Linked DNA regions of Mus musculus: regions 2 and 3 are each linked to region 1. A link is a contact called in public HiChIP or PLAC-seq data. All regions are on one chromosome and are shown on one strand. Each heading gives the region's core, a stretch centred on a gene start, on an enhancer-like site or on the middle of the called end of the contact. The rest is flanking DNA. Distances are from core to core; before and after follow the strand shown.

Evidence for each region. HiChIP or PLAC-seq counts read pairs in DNA pulled down with a chosen protein or histone mark.
Region 2: a contact with region 1 is called in an H3K4me3 HiChIP or PLAC-seq map of stem cell-derived neural progenitor cells, with 4 times the contacts expected there. The contact joins the enhancer-like site here to the promoter of Neurog3 in region 1. A contact is called at or near these places in 5 of 115 datasets of contacts at active chromatin or transcription factors (embryonic stem cells and stem cell-derived neural progenitor cells) and 4 of 9 other capture datasets (adipose tissue, embryonic stem cells, embryonic tail and 1 more).
Region 3: an H3K4me3 HiChIP or PLAC-seq map of embryonic stem cells shows a contact between it and region 1, with 6 times the contacts expected there. The contact joins the promoter of Tysnd1 here to the promoter of Neurog3 in region 1. A contact is called at or near these places in 3 of 39 promoter capture datasets (embryonic stem cells, hippocampal neurons and stem cell-derived epiblast-like cells) and 1 of 115 datasets of contacts at active chromatin or transcription factors (embryonic stem cells).

The regions. Positions count from the first base shown.
Region 1 is chr10:62,131,321-62,135,025 of GRCm38.p6, forward strand. Neurog3 (neurogenin 3) reads left to right here and starts at 1,770. Exons shown (of 2, transcript NM_009719.6): 1 at 1,770-2,007; 2 at 2,142-3,443. The coding sequence starts at 2,143. The coding sequence ends at 2,787.
Region 2 is chr10:61,757,729-61,761,432 of GRCm38.p6, forward strand. Macroh2a2 (macroH2A.2 histone) reads right to left here. Exons shown (of 9, transcript NM_207000.2): 2 at 1-226. The coding sequence starts at 167. Among named protein-coding and RNA genes, the nearest start is that of Mir5108, 15 kb to the right of the region's middle. Within about 2 kb of position 2,338, at least 105 of the 459 cell types and tissues checked have an H3K27ac peak or open chromatin away from gene starts, as enhancers often do. A contact at or near this core is called in stem cell-derived neural progenitor cells, where this site is marked.
Region 3 is chr10:61,693,705-61,697,195 of GRCm38.p6, forward strand. It overlaps Tysnd1 (trypsin domain containing 1), which reads left to right and starts at 1,810. Exons shown (of 4, transcript NM_027912.1): 1 at 1,810-3,038. The coding sequence starts at 1,867.

The sequences.
Region 1 (3,705 bases), core at 520-3,019:
CTGAGGACCCAGTTCACAGGAAGGTCTACCCTTGCCTGCAGATTCAATTTCTCTGCAGTAGGGAAGGAATTCCCTCCTCACTCTCGATCATTTTAGGGATAGTGTTATGCCCCCACCCAATCCTACCACCTCCCCTCCTGCTGAGTGCCAAGCAAGCCATCCTCTGCCCAGGGGATTTTGTAGTGCTCCCTCCTCTTCCTTGCAGCCCAGGCGGCCAGTGGTCATCATAGAGTCAAGTCACACACCTACCCCGACCCTGACTCTACGCCTTCAGCCTCCCAGCCAGGGTATGGTCCCTTCTACAATATCCAGGAGCTTCGGAGTTAGAGAACGTACTAGAAAGCTTAGAGTTACTGCCAAGAATCTTTAACTCCCAGCCATAGCTTCCTCCCATGCACATCCTGACTAGAAAGCTGGGGGGGGGGGGAGGGAGGGAGGGAGGGCAGGAGAGAGAGAGAGAGAGAGAGAGAGAGAGAGAGAGAGAGATCAGCGGAAGCCACAACCCCTCACCCTGAGTGACCGGAAACAGAAGACCACGGGGTGTCAGGGACAAGAAGGGCGGGTCTGCAGGGAAGAAAGGACAATGTCTTAAGGCTCACAGGAAAGATTTCCAGATAGCTTAAGATAACCTCTTAAGAGGGACAAACTAGAAGTCTCCCTGCCCTGGGCTCACCCACAGTTCAGGAGTGATGGGGAGGGAGGGGGCGGGAAGGAGTAGGACTAGGTGAAGCTGCTAGTCCTCTCTGGTCTGTGATTGGACAGGGGCACTAAAGGGGGCAGAAAGTAGATCTGCTTTTCTCCCAGGGCCTGCACACGGAGGCATTGAAAAGACAAAAAAGGCTAGCAGAGAACAAGTCCCTCCTTGACCTTTCCCTATCACCTGCCTCTCGGGTCAGGCCTTCCCGATAGCATCCATAGTGGGGCGGGGCGTGATGAGATGCCCCCTCTGCACTCTCTCTACAACCACCCTCGCCTCCGGAATAGAACCCAATGTCTCGGATGAGGACTATGGTGGGGGTTTTCAAGGTCTGGTCTGGGGGCTGGAGGGTTGGATCCCAAGGTGATATTGAACCTGGCCAAGCAATAGTTTCTGAGTAGAAAGGACTTGAGCAGGGACCGTCTCTGGTCACTCTGTCCTCTTTCCCAGGATGGAGTCAGTCTGTGAAACATGGTTGCACACACATTTCCTGACCCAACCCATAGTGGCGGAGAGCTGGATAGCACTTTGAACTAATGGGCGCTCCTCCCAGCTGCCAGCCAAGAAGACACTTGACTCCTTGATCGCTGGTTCATTTAGACAAGCCGTTTCCCTCTCTGAGCCAAAAGACCCCATGTGTAATACTCAAAGAAGAGGCCTTCCTTATATATATATAGGCACCCCCAAACCTCCTTCATGCTACCAAGAAAGGGTCTGGACACATGCCAAAAAGAAAGAGGAAAAGGCAAAGCTCTCCCCAGCGGCCGGACGGGACTCTTCTGGCTGGGCGAGGCTCTTTGAGGAACCGAGAGTTGCTGGGACTGAGCCCGCGACGGGGGAGGCGTGGAGTGGGGGAACAAACAGAGTGCTGCTCCCCTCCCCCGACCCCTGCCCTTTGTCCGGAATCCAGCTGTGCTCTGCGGGTGGGGGTTGTGGGGGGAGGAGCGGGCTCGCGTGGCGCAGCCCCTGGGCCCCCTCCGCTGATTGGCCCGTGGTGCAGGCAGCAGCCCGGCAGGCACGCTCCTGGCCGGGGGCAGAGCAGATAAAGCGTGCCAGGGGACACACGACTTGCATGCAGCTCAGAAATCCCTCTGGGTCTCATCACTGCAGCAGTGGTCGAGTACCTCCTCGGAGCTTTTCTACGACTTCCAGACGCAATTTACTCCAGGCGAGGGCGCCTGCAGTTTAGCAGAACTTCAGAGGGAGCAGAGAGGCTCAGCTATCCACTGCTGCTTGACACTGACCCTATCCACTGCTGCTTGTCACTGACTGACCTGCTGCTCTCTATTCTTTTGAGTCGGGAGAACTAGGTAACAATTCGGAAACTCCAAAGGGTGGATGAGGGGCGCGCGGGGTGTGTGTGGGGGATACTCTGGTCCCCCGTGCAGTGACCTCTAAGTCAGAGGCTGGCACACACACACCTTCCATTTTTTCCCAACCGCAGGATGGCGCCTCATCCCTTGGATGCGCTCACCATCCAAGTGTCCCCAGAGACACAACAACCTTTTCCCGGAGCCTCGGACCACGAAGTGCTCAGTTCCAATTCCACCCCACCTAGCCCCACTCTCATACCTAGGGACTGCTCCGAAGCAGAAGTGGGTGACTGCCGAGGGACCTCGAGGAAGCTCCGCGCCCGACGCGGAGGGCGCAACAGGCCCAAGAGCGAGTTGGCACTCAGCAAACAGCGAAGAAGCCGGCGCAAGAAGGCCAATGATCGGGAGCGCAATCGCATGCACAACCTCAACTCGGCGCTGGATGCGCTGCGCGGTGTCCTGCCCACCTTCCCGGATGACGCCAAACTTACAAAGATCGAGACCCTGCGCTTCGCCCACAACTACATCTGGGCACTGACTCAGACGCTGCGCATAGCGGACCACAGCTTCTATGGCCCGGAGCCCCCTGTGCCCTGTGGAGAGCTGGGGAGCCCCGGAGGTGGCTCCAACGGGGACTGGGGCTCTATCTACTCCCCAGTCTCCCAAGCGGGTAACCTGAGCCCCACGGCCTCATTGGAGGAATTCCCTGGCCTGCAGGTGCCCAGCTCCCCATCCTATCTGCTCCCGGGAGCACTGGTGTTCTCAGACTTCTTGTGAAGAGACCTGTCTGGCTCTGGGTGGTGGGTGCTAGTGGAAAGGGAGGGGACCAGAGCCGTCTGGAGTGGGAGGTAGTGGAGGCTCTCAAGCATCTCGCCTCTTCTGGCTTTCACTACTTGGATCCCTAGCCCTCTCACAGGGCTTAACTAGGCTTCTCATCGGTACCCTTGCTGCTGCGCACAGCAGACATTGGGGGCTGCTCTTCTCTTAACTCTCCTCGGTGCAGCCACATCAAACTCTCGCTCCAAGCATTTGAGAATGGTAGCACTACCTAGTTGGAGACTCCCATACTTCCTGGTGAGTCTGCCCTCATTCAAATCTGCCGGCCTCCGACCATCCATCACTTTTTCCAGGGTGACCTAATCCAGTGTTGCGTCTTACCTCACTGGCTCCTCCATCCAGCTCTTGGCCCATAGATGATGTTCGTCGTCTTTACTGCCCGCTACATGCAGGGTTTCTGAGCTTCTCCATTCTGCCTTAGTCCACGAAGGTGATCTGCCTTCTTCTGCACTTTTCAAGTCGTTACCCTTCCCCCAAGGGAGACCAGGCTGTGAACCGGAAAGCCCTAGCCTATGGCTAGAGCATCTCTCCAACTTGTCTCCCGTGTCTAAAGTGTGAGTTGCAGGGACGGTTCCTGAAGCACTGTTTGTCTCCCTAAAAAGGAAAAAAAAAGAAAAAGAAATCAGTTTGTAAATGATATAATGCCTTTTGAAATGAATTTTGTTATGGTAAATTATATGCCTCCTGCCCCATTTTTACACATTTGTATTTATTGATGCTATTTCGTGGTAGGAGAGTTTATATTTTGTACATAAGAGTATCAAGGACTGGTGATTGAGATTTTGAGCTAACAAATAAAAGATGAACGTCGAGAATCTTCACAAGGTGACTCCATTGTGCGCAGAGAAGGGGAGGAGG
Region 2 (3,704 bases), core at 1,088-3,587, 370 kb before region 1:
AGGTACTCAATGACCGCAGCCATGTAGACGGGAGCACCTACGCTGATCCTGTACTTGAAGGTTCCCTTTTTCAAGTAGCGCATCAACCGGCCTACTGGAAAGATGACGCCGGCCCTGGCTGACCGGGACAGCTTGGACATTTTCTTCTTCCCGCTCCGGCCTGACATCTTGCCTCGATTTTCCTCTCAGCTTGCTGACAGAGTGGTCTCTTGGCACCTACACAATACTAGGAAGGAAAGAAGGCAGGATTGAGGTTGGCTGGAGACATCAGAGGCACATCAGTGTGGCTTTAGGACACATTGTGACATTTCTGGCTGTCCTGTGGAGGCAGCTGATCCCTGGCTGCCAACATAAGAAGCTGCAGGCAGGAGCTGGGCAGGGCCTCTGAAGGGCATCTTCGACCCCCACACAAACATCCCTTCCCGCAAGGCAGCCCCGAGCAGCAGAGGCCAAAGGAAGCGGGGGAAGTTACACTCCTGTACCCAGCTGTGCAGTGATGGCCAAGAGGTCATCTCCTTGTCCCCAGACCTTGTGAATATTACTCTGTATGAAATGATTTTGCAGATGTGATTAACTTTAAAGTACAGATCCTCATACTTGGGATTGGCTGGGAATTCTTCATTCTATTGCCTCTACTCCTAAGTAGCTGAGATTACAGGTGAGAGCTGCCACACCTGGCTCCATGTTTCGTTTTAAAGAGTCTAATTATGTGGTCTTGGGTGGTCTCACATTCACTATGTAGATCAGGCTGGCCTTGAACTCAGAGATACCCACCTGTCCCCGCATCCTCAGTGCTGGGACTAAAGACATGCACCACCACAGGCCATAGTTTTACGTGGTGTTTCTCAAAAGGAAGCACGTTCCAGTGTCTCTAGTAATGAAGTCTTTTTTTCTTTTAGCCAGGGTCTCAGGTAGCCCAGGCTAGCCTGCAATATACCCACCTTTTGTTACTTGGTGGGTTTTTTTCTTCTACCCTTCTTCACCCCTTCTCAATCACCCTTTCAACCCAACACTAAATAAGAGAGATTAAAGGTTAAAGGGAAAGAGATACCTGCATAAAGTTAGGGGTGGGAAATGGGGCAACATTTTTGTTGTTAGACTACTTCCTGTTGAGTGTCAAGTTCCTTGGGGAAAGACAGGCTACCTAATTTCTTCTCTGCACTTAACAAACCATGATCAACAGTGACCTACAGCAAGCAACCAACAACCAAACAATACCCCCTGACCCCCACTCCCCACACTGCTTCTCAGGGCCCTAGCTCTTATATAGTCTCTGAAGATGTTCCAGAATTTAATATGTCACACACTCATAGAACCTATCTGCAGCTGGCAAAGTCACGCCCCTGCTAGAGCACAAGACAAATCACAGTCAGCTGCTGCGGTCAGTCCAAAGTAGCCACATATCCCACATCTGGGATTATAACAAGAACATATTTTAAAAATATTTCTGTGTTTTTTTTTAAAGAACCCAAAACTCCAAAATTGTCACTGTATTGGAAGTTAATATGCAGTTGAGGATGACCTTGATTGAACATGTGATTCTCCTGCCTCCATCTCCTGAGTACTGGGATTGAAGTCATGTACAACCATAACAAGTTTACATGGTGTTGGGGATCAAACCCAGACTGACCTTCCTGCACACTAGGCAAGCACCCCGTCTACAGGGCTACACTTCCAACCCCAGAATACCATTCTTTAAAACAGAAGCCTTCCCCAAAGGGCAGTATTGATGAATTATGTTGTTGCCTAGCAACTAGACAGCAAACAGAACCCAGAGTTTTGTTCCTTGGGATGGGGAGTCCAGGATGATTTGGGGGATACTTTTGAAGCCACACAGAGAGGTGGATTCCGTGTGACGCACCAAGGGACAAGGCTCTAGCTTACTGTCCCTTATGAAGCCATCTTCTAAGTGAAGACAGCTGTGGCATCCTGGACACACTTTTGCTCTTGTTATTTTGAAACAGGATCTTTCTATGTAGCCATGGGCAGCCTGTGTCAGGTTTGCTCAGACACAGTCTTTCTAAGGCTAAAAATAATTGTTAAAGGGCTGGGTTGGTCTCAAGCTGTCAGGTAAGTGAATATTGTGACCAAAAAAATATCATATACTATTTATAACTTATATAGTAAAGATCACAATATATAACAAAGTATAACAATATATAATTATGGAGCGGTATAATTCAGAGTAAGTAAATTACATAGGACAAAACAAGAGCAGAGTAAAGCCAGAGGCATTTCTAGGAAATGAGTCAAAGCTCTCTGCTCCAGGGTGATGGCATTCCCTTGTTGATACAAAGGAGAAAGTAAAAATAAACTGACATTCCTTCTGCCCACAGAGGCAGCAGCTCACATTTCCACAAGGCCGGCTTAGCCGCAGCCCACGTGACAACGAGAAAGCCAAAGGCTCAAAGGATGATGGGAGATAGTACTAAATGGATGCCCAGCTGCTGGGAGATACACAGCTAGGGTTACTGAACCTCGCACAGGACATTTTCTTATTTATTTTTGCATGTGCATATGTACATATGTGTGTTTCTGTGTATATGTACATGTACTGGATAGTTTTATGTCAACTTGTCATGGGCTAGAATCATCTGAGAACCCCAGTTGAGAAAACACTTCCGTGAGGTCAGGCTGTAGAGCATTTTCTTAATTCAGGATTGATGGGAGAGGGCCCAATCCCTTATGAGTAAGGCCACCCCTGGGCTGGTGGTCCTGGGCTCTATTAAAAAACAGGCGGAGCCTCTCCATGGCCTCTGCATCAGCTCCTGCCTCCAGGATCCTGCCCTGAGTGCCAATCCTGGCTTCCTTCAATGATGGACTACAATGTGGAAGTGCAAGATGAATAAACCCTTTCCTCCCCAACTTGCTTTTGGTCATGATGTTTCATCACAGCAATAGAAGCCCTAAGACAATATGTCTCTCTCACATATACATATATACATATATATGTATATATATATATATGCATATATGTGTGTGTATGTATGCATGTGTGTATCTATTCATGAGTGTGTATGTATGTATGCATGTACGTGTGTATGTATGCATGTGTGTGTGTGTGTGTGTGTGTGTGTGTGTGTGTGTGTAGGGGATGGGGAACTTGCATGAATGGCACTCCACAGAGTGCAACTAAACTCAGGTCATCGGGCTTAGTAGCACTTTCCTTTATACACTGTGCCATCTTGTAGGTTTAATTTCCTGTTGCATCCCAAAGTCTGTTAGGGTTGAGATATTTTACACATCAACTATGGAATTAAGAGTAATCAGTCCTGAGACATTTCCTTCCTTCCTTCCTTCCTTCCTTCCTTCCTTCCTTCCTTCCTTCCTTCCTTCCTTCTTTCCTTCCTTCCTTCCTTCTTTCCTTTCTTCCTTCCTTCTCTCTCTCTCTCTCCATTGTTTTCTTTTTATTCTTATTTTATGTGTATGAATCTTAATTTATTGATTTGTTTGCTTGGCTATTTATTTTATGTGTAAGGGTGTTCAGCCTTACACACAAGCATGCCTGCTGCAGGTAGGGACCAGACGAGAGTGCCGGATCCCGTGACTGCAGTTACAGACAGCCGTGAGCTGTCACACGGATGCTGTTGAACAATCCTGGGTCCTCTGGAGGAGCAGCCAGTGTTCTTCACCACTGAGCCATCTCTCTAGGACCTTCCCATAATTCTGAAGCAGGACATCCCTATTGCCCCTCTGGCACCCGC
Region 3 (3,491 bases), core at 560-3,059, 440 kb before region 1:
TGGGCAAAGGGTATATTTGCCAGGGACAGAGAGAGACCTGAGAGTCAGAGTTCTGAGGGCCTTAACACAAGGTGCTGCTGGCTGACTTGGGCCGTCTGTACTGTGATCAGCCCTAAACCACCTTAATCAGGAACAGAGGGCGCTGGAGACTTGAAGGGCATCAAGGGGGAATTAATGGATTCTAGAGAGTCTTAATTGCTAGGAAGTTGGGGAAAGTAGATCTTGTCATCTGTGTCTGCAAACCCAGGACTGCCTGCTCTGAGAATGCGCTTCATTCCAGTTCTGTCTGCCTCAACCGCTGTTTGCCCTTATTAGGTAGGTTTGTGACACAGGAGCACTGGAAGCATTAGGTGTGAGGCTGGGAAAGCAGCAGCAGTGTTAACTCCATTCCCAGAAGTCTCACTGAACATTAATACATCCTCTAATCCCAGCACTCTAGAGGCAGAGGCAGGCCGATTTCTGAGCCAGCCTGGTCTAGAGTGATTTCCAGGACTGCCAGGGCTACACAGAGAAACCCTGTCTCGAAAAACCAAGCCAAACCAAACCAAAAACCATTAATATACTTTAGAGAGATTCATGAAGTCTCTCCAAACATACCTGTTCATGCCCACCTGTCCTTGGAAAGTGAGGAACTTTTTAATACTATATTTTATGTGTACGTGTTTGCCTGCCTGAGTCATGAGTTCAGGGGACAGCAGATGCCAGACGAGAGTATTGAATATCCTGGAATTATAATTACAAGCAACTGTAAGGTACCATGTGGGTGCTGGGAACCAAACTAAGGTCCATGCTTAGAGCTGTAAGTGCTTAGAGCTCTTAAGTGCTGAGCCCTCCTCTCCAGTCTTGATTTTTACACTTGTAAATGGTGGAGGAGATGAGCTGTTATGAAATTCGAATTACGAGACTGGGTTATATGCTGAATATTTGGAAGTGATGATTTTATAGCCCACAAAACCTGAACTAGTTCAGTCTGTACTTTCAAAGTATTTGCCCTGACCTAACATAAATCCGGAGTGGTGGTTAGACATGTCGTGTGAAAGGTTGTATAATACATGGTTAAATAACCCATGGGTAAAGTAAAACTGTAATCCCTGGACTCTAGGGAGGATGTAGGCAGAAGAACTGCCGAAGTTCGATGCCAGTGTGGGCCAAAAAGTGGCACCCTGTGCCACTTTCAAAACAATTTATGTATTTAGGAATTTTAGTAACTGTCCTAGGAGCAATTTTGTGAGTCGCATGCCCCCTAGTGGATTGTTGTAGGATTTACAAAATTTTTTAAGTAGATCGGGGTTTGGTGGCTTGGGAGGTAGAAACTGGTAGATCCCGAGTTCGAGGCCATCCTAGTCTGCAGCTCGAGTTCCTGCACCAAGCAGAGAAACCCTATCTCGAAAATCCAGAATAAACACATGTATGTATGAATGTACGTACTGAATCAACCAAGGGTTCCCTTGGCCCATATTGTTCCACTGTCAAGAGACGGAGGTTGCTTACATCCGTGCAGTGGCTGTAGGGTACAGTTAGATGCCGGTCAAGTACGAGATTCGACTGGGGAGTGTCGCCCTTGTCGGTTTCCCTGTGACGCTTCACGTCTGTGTCTCAGGAGGTTTCTTTTCACCTCTTCCCCCGCCCCTCCACCCCGCCACCCCAAACCCAAGGATTCCTAGGCTGGCTAAATTAAGAGGGCGGGGAAAGGAGGATTAGCAAACGAGGAGTAGCATCAATAGCCAATCAGGACTCGGCGCTGTGCCCAACCAATAAGAGCGGTCGCTTGAGGTTTAGCCAATCGGGCTCGGCAAGGAGGCCTGAGTCAGAGTTTGCGCCAGTCGCCCTGTGGTGACAGCCGTTGTGCGACGTCTTGGGGAAGCCATGGGGCGGCAATGGGGACCCTCTATGAGAGTGGCGGAGCAGGCGGGCTGCGTGGTGAGCGCCTCGCGGGCCGGACAGCCTGACGCGGGCTCGTGGAGCTGCAGCGGGGTGATTCTGAGCCGTAACCCAGGCCTAGTGCTGTGCCACGGAGGCATCTTTACCCCCTTCCTGCGGACGGGCAGCGCGGCGCTGACCCAGACGGGCACCGCCTTCCTGCCGGGCGACAGTTGCAGCGATGACCTACGTCTCCACGTGCAGTGGGGACCCACGGCTGCCAGCCCTGCCGGTCGCGCGGATCAGGAACTCCCGGGGCTGTGCACGCCTCAGTGCGCAAGCCTGGGCCTCGAACCCGGCGCCCCGAGCCGGGCCCGCGCGCGGCCTCTGCAGCCCCCGCGACCAGCGCAGCTGCTGTTGCTGCTCAGCTGCCCGGCCTTCCGCTCGCATTTCGCTCGGCTCTTCGGGGCCGATGCGGTCGATCAATGGCACTTCGTAAGCTCGGCGCCCGACGATGCGGTTTCGGAGGAGGAAGAGGAGGACCAGCTGCGCGCGCTCGGCTGGTTCGCCCTGCTGCGGGTGCAGCGGGGCGCGGCGGCGGAGGAGAGGCGCGGACCGGTGGTGACCGTGGCACCGCTCGGGGCCGTGGTCAAGGGCGCACCGCTGTTGGCTTGTGGCTCTCCGTTCGGTGCCTTCTGCCCGGACATCTTCCTCAACACGCTGAGCCGCGGCGTGCTCAGCAACGCGGCCGGGCCGCTGCTGCTCACCGACGCGCGCTGCCTGCCGGGCACGGAAGGCGGCGGAGTGTTCGCCGCTCGACCTGCGGGTGCGCTGGTGGCTCTGGTGGCCGCGCCGCTCTGCTGGAAGGCCCGCGAGTGGGTGGGCCTCACGCTGCTGTGCGCCGCCGCCCCGCTGCTTCAGGTTGCCCGCTGGGCGCTCGCCCGTCTGCACCCCGGCTCCGCTTCCCTGTCTGTGCTGCTGCCGCCACCCGATGTGAGCACGCCACGGGGCCTGCCTCTGCGCGATCTCGGACCCCCGTGGGCGGCCGCGGCGGTGCTGGTGGAGTGTGGTACCGTGTGGGGCTCCGGAGTGGTCGTGGCGCCTCGCCTGGTGGTCACCTGTCGCCATGTGGCACCCCGGGAAGCAGCCAGGGTGTTGGTACACTCCGCTACACCCAAGTAAGACTCAGGACTGCCCGCCCTCACCAGGCCCCCAGTGTTAGAGACCTCAGTTCATATTTGACAACCAGGACTCCAGTGAGGGGATCTGGGCCTCTTGATAGGGCCCAGCGAAGCTTGAGCAAACTGCCAGGCACAAGCGACTCTTAGCGCGGGGACCCGTGGGACTATGGGCAGCAGCAGGTAGGACTGGGTGACTTTGAGCCCTTTAGCTAGCATGAAACTCTTTGGGCAGCTTTTCTGTCTCTTGGCTTTGCAGTTTAGGCCCTGTGAAAGCCCTTTGACCATAGAAGGCTGACCCTAAGAACTTCAACCCTGTAAGTGATAAACGAAAGCCCTGAGGTAATGATTGATGTGGCATACCTAGTGAGGGCTCCCTTAGAGCCTCACCAGGACTGCCTTGCCACCTGAAGATGAAGCAAGGTTGTCCTAATGAGAGCATAGGGCTTGGAC